2 separate regions of the Zea mays genome follow, and region 2 is linked to region 1. A link is a contact called in public Hi-C data. All regions are on one chromosome and are shown on one strand. Each heading gives the region's core, a stretch centred on a gene start, on an enhancer-like site or on the middle of the called end of the contact. The rest is flanking DNA. Distances are from core to core; before and after follow the strand shown.

Region 1 (4,565 bases), core at 1,284-3,783:
CCTGATCGTCATATTGTCAGCATGTAGAGCAAATGTGTCGTTTTCAGCTAGAAGAGCTTTTATCTCAGTGTACCTTAATGCATGGACCAAAAACAAGTTGTCAGCCTCCCACAGTCATATTGTCAGCACATGGAGTAAAATTCATCTAGGCTGGTATCTAATAATTATTTGAGTGGTCTTATACACTTGTATTGTTACAAAAAACAGGCAACAATGAGTAACACAACAAAATGTAACAACTTCATCGAACGAAATGCAGGAGGGGTGTATATGTTCACATAATGTTGTTACTTTGTACATACTACATAGCTTAAATGTAATTTACCAAAAGAACAGGTTGCTTCCAATCCAAATTCTTTCCCCGTTAACGAAAGAGCATATAATCCAAAGAAAAGGTGGAAAGTGCATCCAAATGTTGAATCTAGCAGAATAACTTAATCTACAACTTGCCTGGGAAAATAATTACAGCTATAACAACTTGCACATAGGCCAACACTTGTAGTTATCAAAGGCTACAACCCGCACTTCCGATTTGCAATTTCCCCCAGCTCCTATACTAAATTCCCTGATATTTTCTTAACAAGAACTACATGGAATTATACTCACTTTTCTGACAGATAACAAATACCAAACATGTATATATTTCCAACATTTTCTACATCAGTTTACAGACATTGCAATCCCAGTATTTATAGATTACGCAAATCAAATGAACTAGTTTCAAATGGAGAAATTTAAAGCTGCCTTACGTTAACACAATGAAAACAAAGCACTACTTTAAAAAAATCTAGTGTTTACAAAAAGACCATTCACAGGGATATATAGCATAATACAGTGTCTATCAAATGTAGCACAGCAGCAAATGGTGAAATACTCAGATGCATCCTGGTCAGGTTTCAAAGAATAACTTGAGATTTGATAACAAAAATGTAGCTCATGGTTTAGCACAATGACAACAGAGACAGCTCATGGTTTACACAATGATAAATGGGAACGTATCTGGTGCAAACCAACCCCTCCGTGCAACCGTGCAAACTTTTAATCTGAACCACATGATATTGATCCAAGGGACGCAGGCAGGGGCGGAGCTACGTAGAAATTAGGGGGTGCACATGCACCCACGAAAATTTGGAAATCTAGTGGTTTGGACCAAATTTTCACCATATATGCACCACCTGTAAATTGTTATCATGCACCCTCAAGGCATATGCACCCTCCCCTAATTTACTCTAGCCACTGGACGCAGGGGTGTGAATAATTTTACACTTAACCGCCCGCTGCTAATCACACTTTTTCAAATCCCCCCTCCCACTCCTCCGCACGTCCCCTTGGATCAACATCATGTGATTCATATTAGAAGTTTGCACGGTTGCACGGAGGGGTTGGTTTGCACTAGATACGTTTCCATGATAAATTGGCTCTTTCAGCACAGCATCCCGGTAATTTGCACATTCTATTACAGGAATCTTGTAAGCATAGGGCAGATCAGTTACTAAGGTGGAACCATAATAACACAAAGCATCATAATGTGCATGATTAAATCACCTTAAAGGAACTTCCACAAAAAATTCAGACCTCGCAGGAAACTATTTGTTCCAGTCCACAGGTTAAAACAGTTATTCATGTAATTGACAGAATTTGATATTACGATACAGGCCAAGATGAGTAATCAAGCACAAGTAGACGAGCAAAGCTTCACCAGACATTATTAAGCAATCACATTGTACAGCTCATTATTCAGGTAGTAGCATCAACTTCAGTCAGTATCCAGCAATGATACTGCACTATTAAATCCAATTACTGATTAACAGAAAACAAATTGGTCTATATGTCCTACAAATCAAACAAAGCATTTTAACTTCAACACACAAAGCGCAAACGCTCGCATCTTTAACTCCCTGCTCCACCTCGAGCTCCAAACCCTAATCCTGGCGCCTCAACCCATCCCCGCTAAGGAGCACTGAACAACTGCTAAACCCGCACAAAAGGTCATGGCGCGGGCACCAGGGAGAGGATAGCAACTATTTCAGCACATTTAAAGCTGCGGCGCGGCTCACCCGTAGATCAGCTGGTTCTCCATGTCGATGGAGAGGCAGAGTTTCTGGTGGAGAACGGTGGCGCCTCCGCCCGTACCGCTACCGTCACCCTTCTGCTTCCTCGCCTTCGCCATTCCTGGAGCTCCTCCACGCTCCTCTTCCTCCTGCGCTAGGGTTTGGAAGCTTCTACAAGGGGTTCGTTGGAGACCCGCGCGGTTGAGTGAGCTGTGGCGGTGTCGCGATACGCCACGTCATCCCGAGGCTGGGCTCTGCGACGCGAGAAGAGGAGCCGGGGCCAGTTTATAGGCCCAGGTGGGCGAGCGCTCGCCGGCGCTCGAACCCGTCGCGGCTGAGATCTTTCGCCGCCCCCGTGAAGAGGGTCAGCGTGGACCCGGTGCAAGGGTCGCGATGGGGAACGGCAGCCTCGGCGCGCGTGAATACCTGACTGCTGCGGCTGTGTCTTTGCGGTCTATGGGACTGGGTTTATGAGATTGCCGTAGGCGGCTATATAGAAACTTCCCTTGTCCTTTAATACCGTGCAATTGTTTGGAAAACTGGGCAAGCAAAAGATAATAACGGGCTTCGAAGTTTCACCCATAAGTTAAGTTTGACTCTACTTTTTCTCCACTATGTATTCTCACCGCTCCTCTTTTTCTTCGGACTCTTTCATCTCACCGCCTCTCCACCGCTCCTCTTTTTCTTCGGACTCTTTCATCTCACCGCCTCTCCACCATATGCCATCATCTTCTTGTCCTCGTTGATCTACATCCTACTATCGCTCCTCTATTTTACCCTGTCGTCTCCCTCTACCTCTATTTTTCCTTCACCTCTGCGGCACTTAGGTAGTGTTTGGATGGATAAGGAAGAATGAAGAGGGACGGGTGAGATTATTCTAACTTGACCTATGTTTAGTTTGGAGACCTAGAGTCAGGGTCAAGGAATATTCTTTAAAAATAGTGGATGAGGTCATCCTTCAAAAAATAAGGAACGGATCAACCCAAGGTTGGTCTCGTCCCATCCCTCGTTGACACCGAACCAAACACACCTTTAGACAACTCATCACGCCTGATCAGGGAGGCCGCTCCTACGGGTGAGGGGATGCAGCGCTTCGCGATCTTGAGTTTTTCTCCTATATAATCGGGATATCAGACAAAGGTGTTTGTCATTGTCTCACTTCACGAAATCAACTTTGTTTTTGTAAACTTAAAAAAACAGCTCAACTTTAAAGTTACAGATTTTTAAAAGTGATTAGCGCGTGGCTCGGACGTGCAGACGAGTGCATGTCCATGACGTGTAGGGCGCATGGCTCGTCCTCAAGTGGGGCGCTGGTGCGGCCTCTAACTGACGATATGGTCAGACTGGGTGCAGCCATGGTGCACATAGAGGTCGGTGCAGCCAGACGAGCCATGGCGGTGCGGGCATGCAGCTCGGGCGTGTGGACATGTCATGCATAAGGCGTGTGGCTCGACCTCGTGTGGGGCGTATGGGCGTCGGCGTGGTCATCGACCAATGAGATGGCCATGGCGTACAGGAAGGGCGACAAGATGCTCATGCACCGGTTGGCTAGATGAGGGAATAGAAAAAACTATTCATTTTTTGGGGTGTGTAACTGATGGTGAATGTGGGTAATTTTATCTCAACTTCATGAGCGAGTTGAGATTACCCATTTGCGAGAGACGTTTTTTGTGAAGTTGGGGTAACTTCGCATTTTTCAGTGAAGTTGAGTTGTTGAAGGTGGAAGCGTTTGGCTAAAGGTTTGTGAAGCTAAGTTGATTTTTGTGAAGTGAAGCAATCCCAAATAACCCCTAAACATATTATCTCTTGATGTCAAAGCTAGTTGTGGTGATGGAAAGTTAGCTTTGATTCAAAGTGAATAGAAGTTGTCCCGAATAGACCAATGCTCCTAAACCAAACTATTGGAGCTGACGTCATGGAAGAGATAAATAAAACACTTATAAAATATTTGATGAAATTATAGGAGAAAGCACTTATAAAAGATTTGATGGAATTATAGGAGAACTTATAAATATTTGATGGAATTATAGGAGAAACATTTACAAAATATTTGATGGAATTATATAACAATGTGATAGACAAACAATATAACATGGATGGCTTTTATTCAGGATGCAAGCGAACAGCTAATGCACCGCTGCATTGTTCGCTGATCATTTTTGTGAACTCTGTAAGATTCGATGGGCACAAGCTCATGTGTTGCTTCCATTCAGCGGGCTTTGCACACAAACTATCACACCCGTTTTGTCGCGCAAAATCGACCTCGCACTGCACTCCATCCTAAGGCTCTATCCAACAATTCCTCATATAAGGCTCTCTCCAACAATTTTCCCTATAAAACTCCACTTATATGTATTTTATAATGTTTTTATTTCCTTCTCCTAAAAAATTATCCCATATATACAATTTATCTCCAACCATTTTCTTTATCTATCTCCCTCTATGCCAACTACCTATTCCAAAAAACATTTAAAAAAACTTATCGTGTGGACGCACATTCCTTCCCCAGATGCT
Region 2 (4,565 bases), core at 821-3,320, 240 kb after region 1:
ATTAAATAAGACGAGCCAGTCAAACAAATTATAAATTGGGACATTGGGAGTATAACTGTTTCTACCAATTCTACCCTGTAAGTTCTACAGAAGAATGAAAAACAACGGATACGTGTTGTTAACCTGCGAAGGAACAAGAGGGCATCAGTATAACAGGCAATCTGAAGGTGGTGAAGATTTGTTGAAGACTGATCCAATTGCATCTATGCCAGTGCTCTGAGGAAAATGTCAAGGCTTAACACCTGACAACAAATAATTGCAGTTCTACTCTTAAGTTTGGCAATATACACTATACATAGTCTTGTGAAAGCCTTTTGCTTTTGAGTCACGAATCAACCAGTTGAGCATGTGCTACCACCATGCTGGACTCATTCTGATTCACCCAGCTTCTGCCAGCAGGTTTCTCAGCATTCAGTGCAGCCACTCTTTCCCTCACCATCTGAGCCTGCTCCCACTGTCCTACGCAAGCATACATGTTGGACAGCAGCACTAGGTGCCCGGCTGCTCGCGCTGGCTGCAGTTCAACTAATCTATTAGTCACTTTAGCTGCAAGCTCAAGGTTGCCCTCCCTTCTACATCCACTCAGGATTGCACCCCACGCACCCTCGTTTGGCTGGAATGGCATTTTCTCCACAAGCTCAAGTGCTTCATTCAACCGTCTCCAGCAACAGAGCATGTCAACCATGCATCCATAGTGTTGTATCTCTGGATTTATCCCGTAAACTCTTTCCATACTTTCAAAGTACCACCGTGCATCATCAATCCTCCCTGCCAGACTGCATGCCCGCAGAACTGCCAGCAGCGTGGCACCATCAGGCCGATCCTGCATTCTCTGGAACAAGTCCAGCGCCTCCTGGGGGTGACCATGCATTGCAAGACCCGAGATCATAGTAGTCCAAGAAACGGAGCTCCGCCTTGGCATCATCCCAAACAAGCGATGTGCATCTTCCACAGCACCACACTTCACATACATATGGATGAGAGCATTGTCCAGCAACACAGTCCTCCGCTGCCACCCTTCCAAGTCCACTCGTGCATGCACCCACCGCCCAAGTTCTAGGTCACCCAGCTCCGCACAGGCTTTTATAGCAGGGCAACCATAGTCACTGCGTCATCCTTAACCCTCGCCTTTCTCATCCTCCAGAACAGCTCCACCGCCTCTGCTGGCCTACCAGCATTCGCGCACCCACCGATCATCGTCGTCCACGACACCACGTCCCTCCTGCTATTGGGCATCTCGCTAAAGAACCGCAGTGCGGCGTCCACCTCACGGCATCGCACGTACGCGGCGAGCATGCAGTTCCACGCGGCCACCGCCCTGGTTGACATTTCGTCGAACGCCTTACGGGCGTCCCCGAGCTGCTGGGCCGACGCGTACACACTAACAAGGCTGGTCATCACGTGCCCACTATCGCCTGTCTGGGCGAGTACTCCGCTCGCAAGCGCGAGCGCGTGGAGGGCGCGGCCATGGGGGAGCGCCCCAACGCCCGCGGGGGCGAATGCGGCGAGGAGGGTTGAGAAGGTGAATGCGTTGGGGCGCAGCCCGTGGCAGCCCACGAGGCGGGATAGAAACGCGAGCAGGGCGCTGGGCGTGGAGCCTGACGTGGCGGCGGTGCGAAGGAGGAGGTTGGCGAGGGTGGGGGACGCTGGGGAAGGGGGCACAGAGAGGATGAAGAGTGACTCTGCGCGGGGGAGGTCGGCGGCAGCGACGGTGAGGGAGAGGAGCTTGGCGAGGAGGAAGCGCTTATGGGTGAAGCCGTTGAGGAGGAGCTGTGCGTGGAGTTGGTCGAGGCCGCGGCGGATGGCAGAGGGGGATGAGGAGCGGCTGAGGTGCTGCGCGACGAGGAAGAGGCGCTGCTGCAGCGCGCGGGAGTATGGGATGTACCGGGGCAGGTTGGGCGGAACAAGAGCCCGGTGGCGAGTGCGATTGCTCGGCATCTTTCGCCGGCTGGCTTCTGGCCCGGCCCCCGGGAATGATACGAGTTTCGTTAGCTGACATTAATGCGTGCAATTGGAAGTTTGGCGTCTTGGCGACCTACGGCTACAATATCGGCATGTTTGGTTTATGTATTTGGAGAGTCAGGCTAACTTGGTCCGTACGCGCAGAGCCTGCATGCGCAGCGCAGCTATTCTGGTGGGTATGGCCGCAGCTTGGTTCAAGACCATCTTTTATATAAGCTAATGCACGCCATGTCAACAAACCATTCAACCAAACAAGAAAAAAAATGAAAAATCCTCTATCCCATGACACATACCGAACAAATGCAGGAAACCAATCACACGGTATGTTTCTTTTGCTAGATTTTGTTATTTTTTAATGGCACATCGTTTCATGATTTGTGATTCCTCAATAATACTGGTAAGGCTCCTTTAAAGTTGATTTCTTGAAAAAAAAATCTACCAAACCAGAGGCTCTTTGACGTGCTCTTCTTAGAAAAGGAGGAGCACCTCTAAAAACCTAACAAGAGGCAGAAGCCATAAAAATGAGTTTTTATTGGCTCCTCTCTCATGTTTTTTCTTTTCAACGACGTTATATCACAGCAAAAGCTAAAGAATGAGCTATATTTCAACCAAACAGGACAGTCTTTCTAAAGCTTTTCCCGATAATAATGTGGGAGCTGTTTTTTTAATAAGCCAGAGCTAGAGGTGAAGTATCGGATGATGAGCTCTACCAAACTGGGCCTAATAACTAGCCCACTAATAAAATATGCTTTACTCTCTATCTTAATTTATAATTCGTTTACATATTTTTACCAAGTTTAACTGGCTTGTGTTGTTTTTTTTAAAAAATATATATAAAAAATCGAAGTTATACATAAAATATATCATGTACTAAACCATATTACAGTAAAAAAATATTATTATAACGAGCATATCAAATTTGTTAAAAGTCAAATGAATTACAAATCGTGTCTAACGAATTGCAACAGGGTAGTATTAGGAATCTTCGGGGTGGTTGGACTGTCATCTTATGGTAGAACAACCCCGTAGTCAAATATGGCAGATTGCCGCTGCCCCAATGCCCCTATGCCGCCGCCCTCCACGTCTGTCCGCCTCCTCTTCTCCCGCCGCCGCCCTAACGCCCCGCACCATCATCTCTGCAGCCGTCACAGTCTCTCCGCCTCCGGCCCCGCCGCTGCCGCTGCCATTGCACCTTCGTCCCGCAACCGCGCCGCGGGCCTCGCCGCCGCCGTTCACGGCACGGTCGCGGCCAAGAACTTCGCGCAAGCCATCCGTTTGACGAAATCCCTCGTCCAGGTCTCCCGTTCCTTCCCCGGCCGGAGCTCTGCTGCCACAGCCGCCGGCGCCGGCGCCGCATTCACTGCTCTCTCCTCCACCTCCACCACCCCTGCCCCCGCCCTCGGCGTGCTCGTCATCGCCCTCTCTCAGATGGGGCTGCTCGACGAGGCTTTGTACGTGTTCCGGCGCTTAAGGACGCTACCGGCGCTTCCGGCGTGCAACGCGGTCCTGGATGGGCTCGTGAAAGCACGCAGGCCTGGGTGCGCCTGGGAGCTGTTCGACGAAATGCTTAGACGGGGGTTGGTGCCCAGTGTGGTCACGTACAATACTCTTATCAATGCATGCCGGTTCCAGGGTACTGTGGCCAAGGCTCAGGAGGTGTGGGATCAGATGGTGGCACAGCAGATTGACCCAAATGTGGTCACATATACGACGATGATATGTGCACTTTGTGAAGAGGGATGCATTGGCGATGCTGAGCGGTTGTTTGACGCTATGAAGGAAGCGGGGATGCAGCCTAATCAGTATACATACAATGTGCTGATGAGCGGTCACTGTCAGAGAGATGATGTCAACAGTGCAGTTGTGTTGTACCAGGAATTGCTGAAGAGTGGCCTGAATCCAAATGCTGTTATCTTTACAACCCTGATTGACGGTTTCTGTAAAGCGAAGAGGTTCAGTGAAGCAAAAGGTATGTTTCTTGAGATGCCCAGGTTTGGGGTTGCTCCTACCGTTCCTGTGTACAACAGTTTGATGGATGGAGCTTTTCGGTCTGGAAATGCACAAGAAGCATTGGCACTTTATCAGGAGATGACTCGCTTAGGTTTGTGCCCAGACGAGTTCACCTGCAGCATTGTTGTGAGAGGCCTTTGTGATGGAGGGCAAATGCATGTAGCGGACAGGTTTCTTCAAGGTGTGCAGGAAGATGGTGTTAATCTGAATGCAGCTGCTTACAATGCACTGATTGATGAGTACTGCAGGATTGGGAATTTGGAGGAAGCGCTAGCAACATGCACTAGAATGACTGAGGTCGGAATTGAGCCCAATGTGGTGTCATACTCCTCCTTGATAGATGGGCATTCAAAACGAGGGAAGATGCAAATAGCAATGGCTATATACACTGAGATGGTGGCTAAAGGGATTGAGCCTAATGTGGTAACATACACTGCTCTTATTCATGGCCATGCCAAGAATGGTGGCATAGATGCTGCTTTTCGTTTACACAAGGAAATGATAGAGAATGGTATTTCACCTAACGCTATCACAGTGTCAGTTCTTGTCGATGGTCTGTGCAGAGAGAATAGGGTTCAGGAAGCGGTCAGGTT

What was found. A called contact is a pair of places that touch in the nucleus more often than the background predicts.
Region 2: a contact with region 1 is called in a Hi-C map of ear, with 4 times the contacts expected there. The contact joins the promoter of LOC103632731 here to the promoter of LOC103634102 in region 1. A contact is called at or near these places in 8 of 25 Hi-C or Micro-C datasets (ear, endosperm, leaf and 1 more) and 1 of 3 datasets of contacts at active chromatin or transcription factors (leaf).

Annotation. Positions count from the first base shown.
Region 1 is chr7:115,292,926-115,297,490 of Zm-B73-REFERENCE-NAM-5.0, forward strand. LOC103634102 (transcription initiation factor TFIID subunit 2) reads right to left here and starts at 2,534. Exons shown (of 25, transcript XM_020541015.2): 1 at 2,058-2,534; 2 at 1-73. The coding sequence starts at 2,170.
Region 2 is chr7:115,530,526-115,535,090 of Zm-B73-REFERENCE-NAM-5.0, forward strand. It overlaps LOC103632731 (pentatricopeptide repeat-containing protein At5g56310), which reads right to left and starts at 2,071. Exons shown (of 1, transcript XM_008654475.3): 1 at 1-2,071. The coding sequence starts at 1,938. The coding sequence ends at 1,084.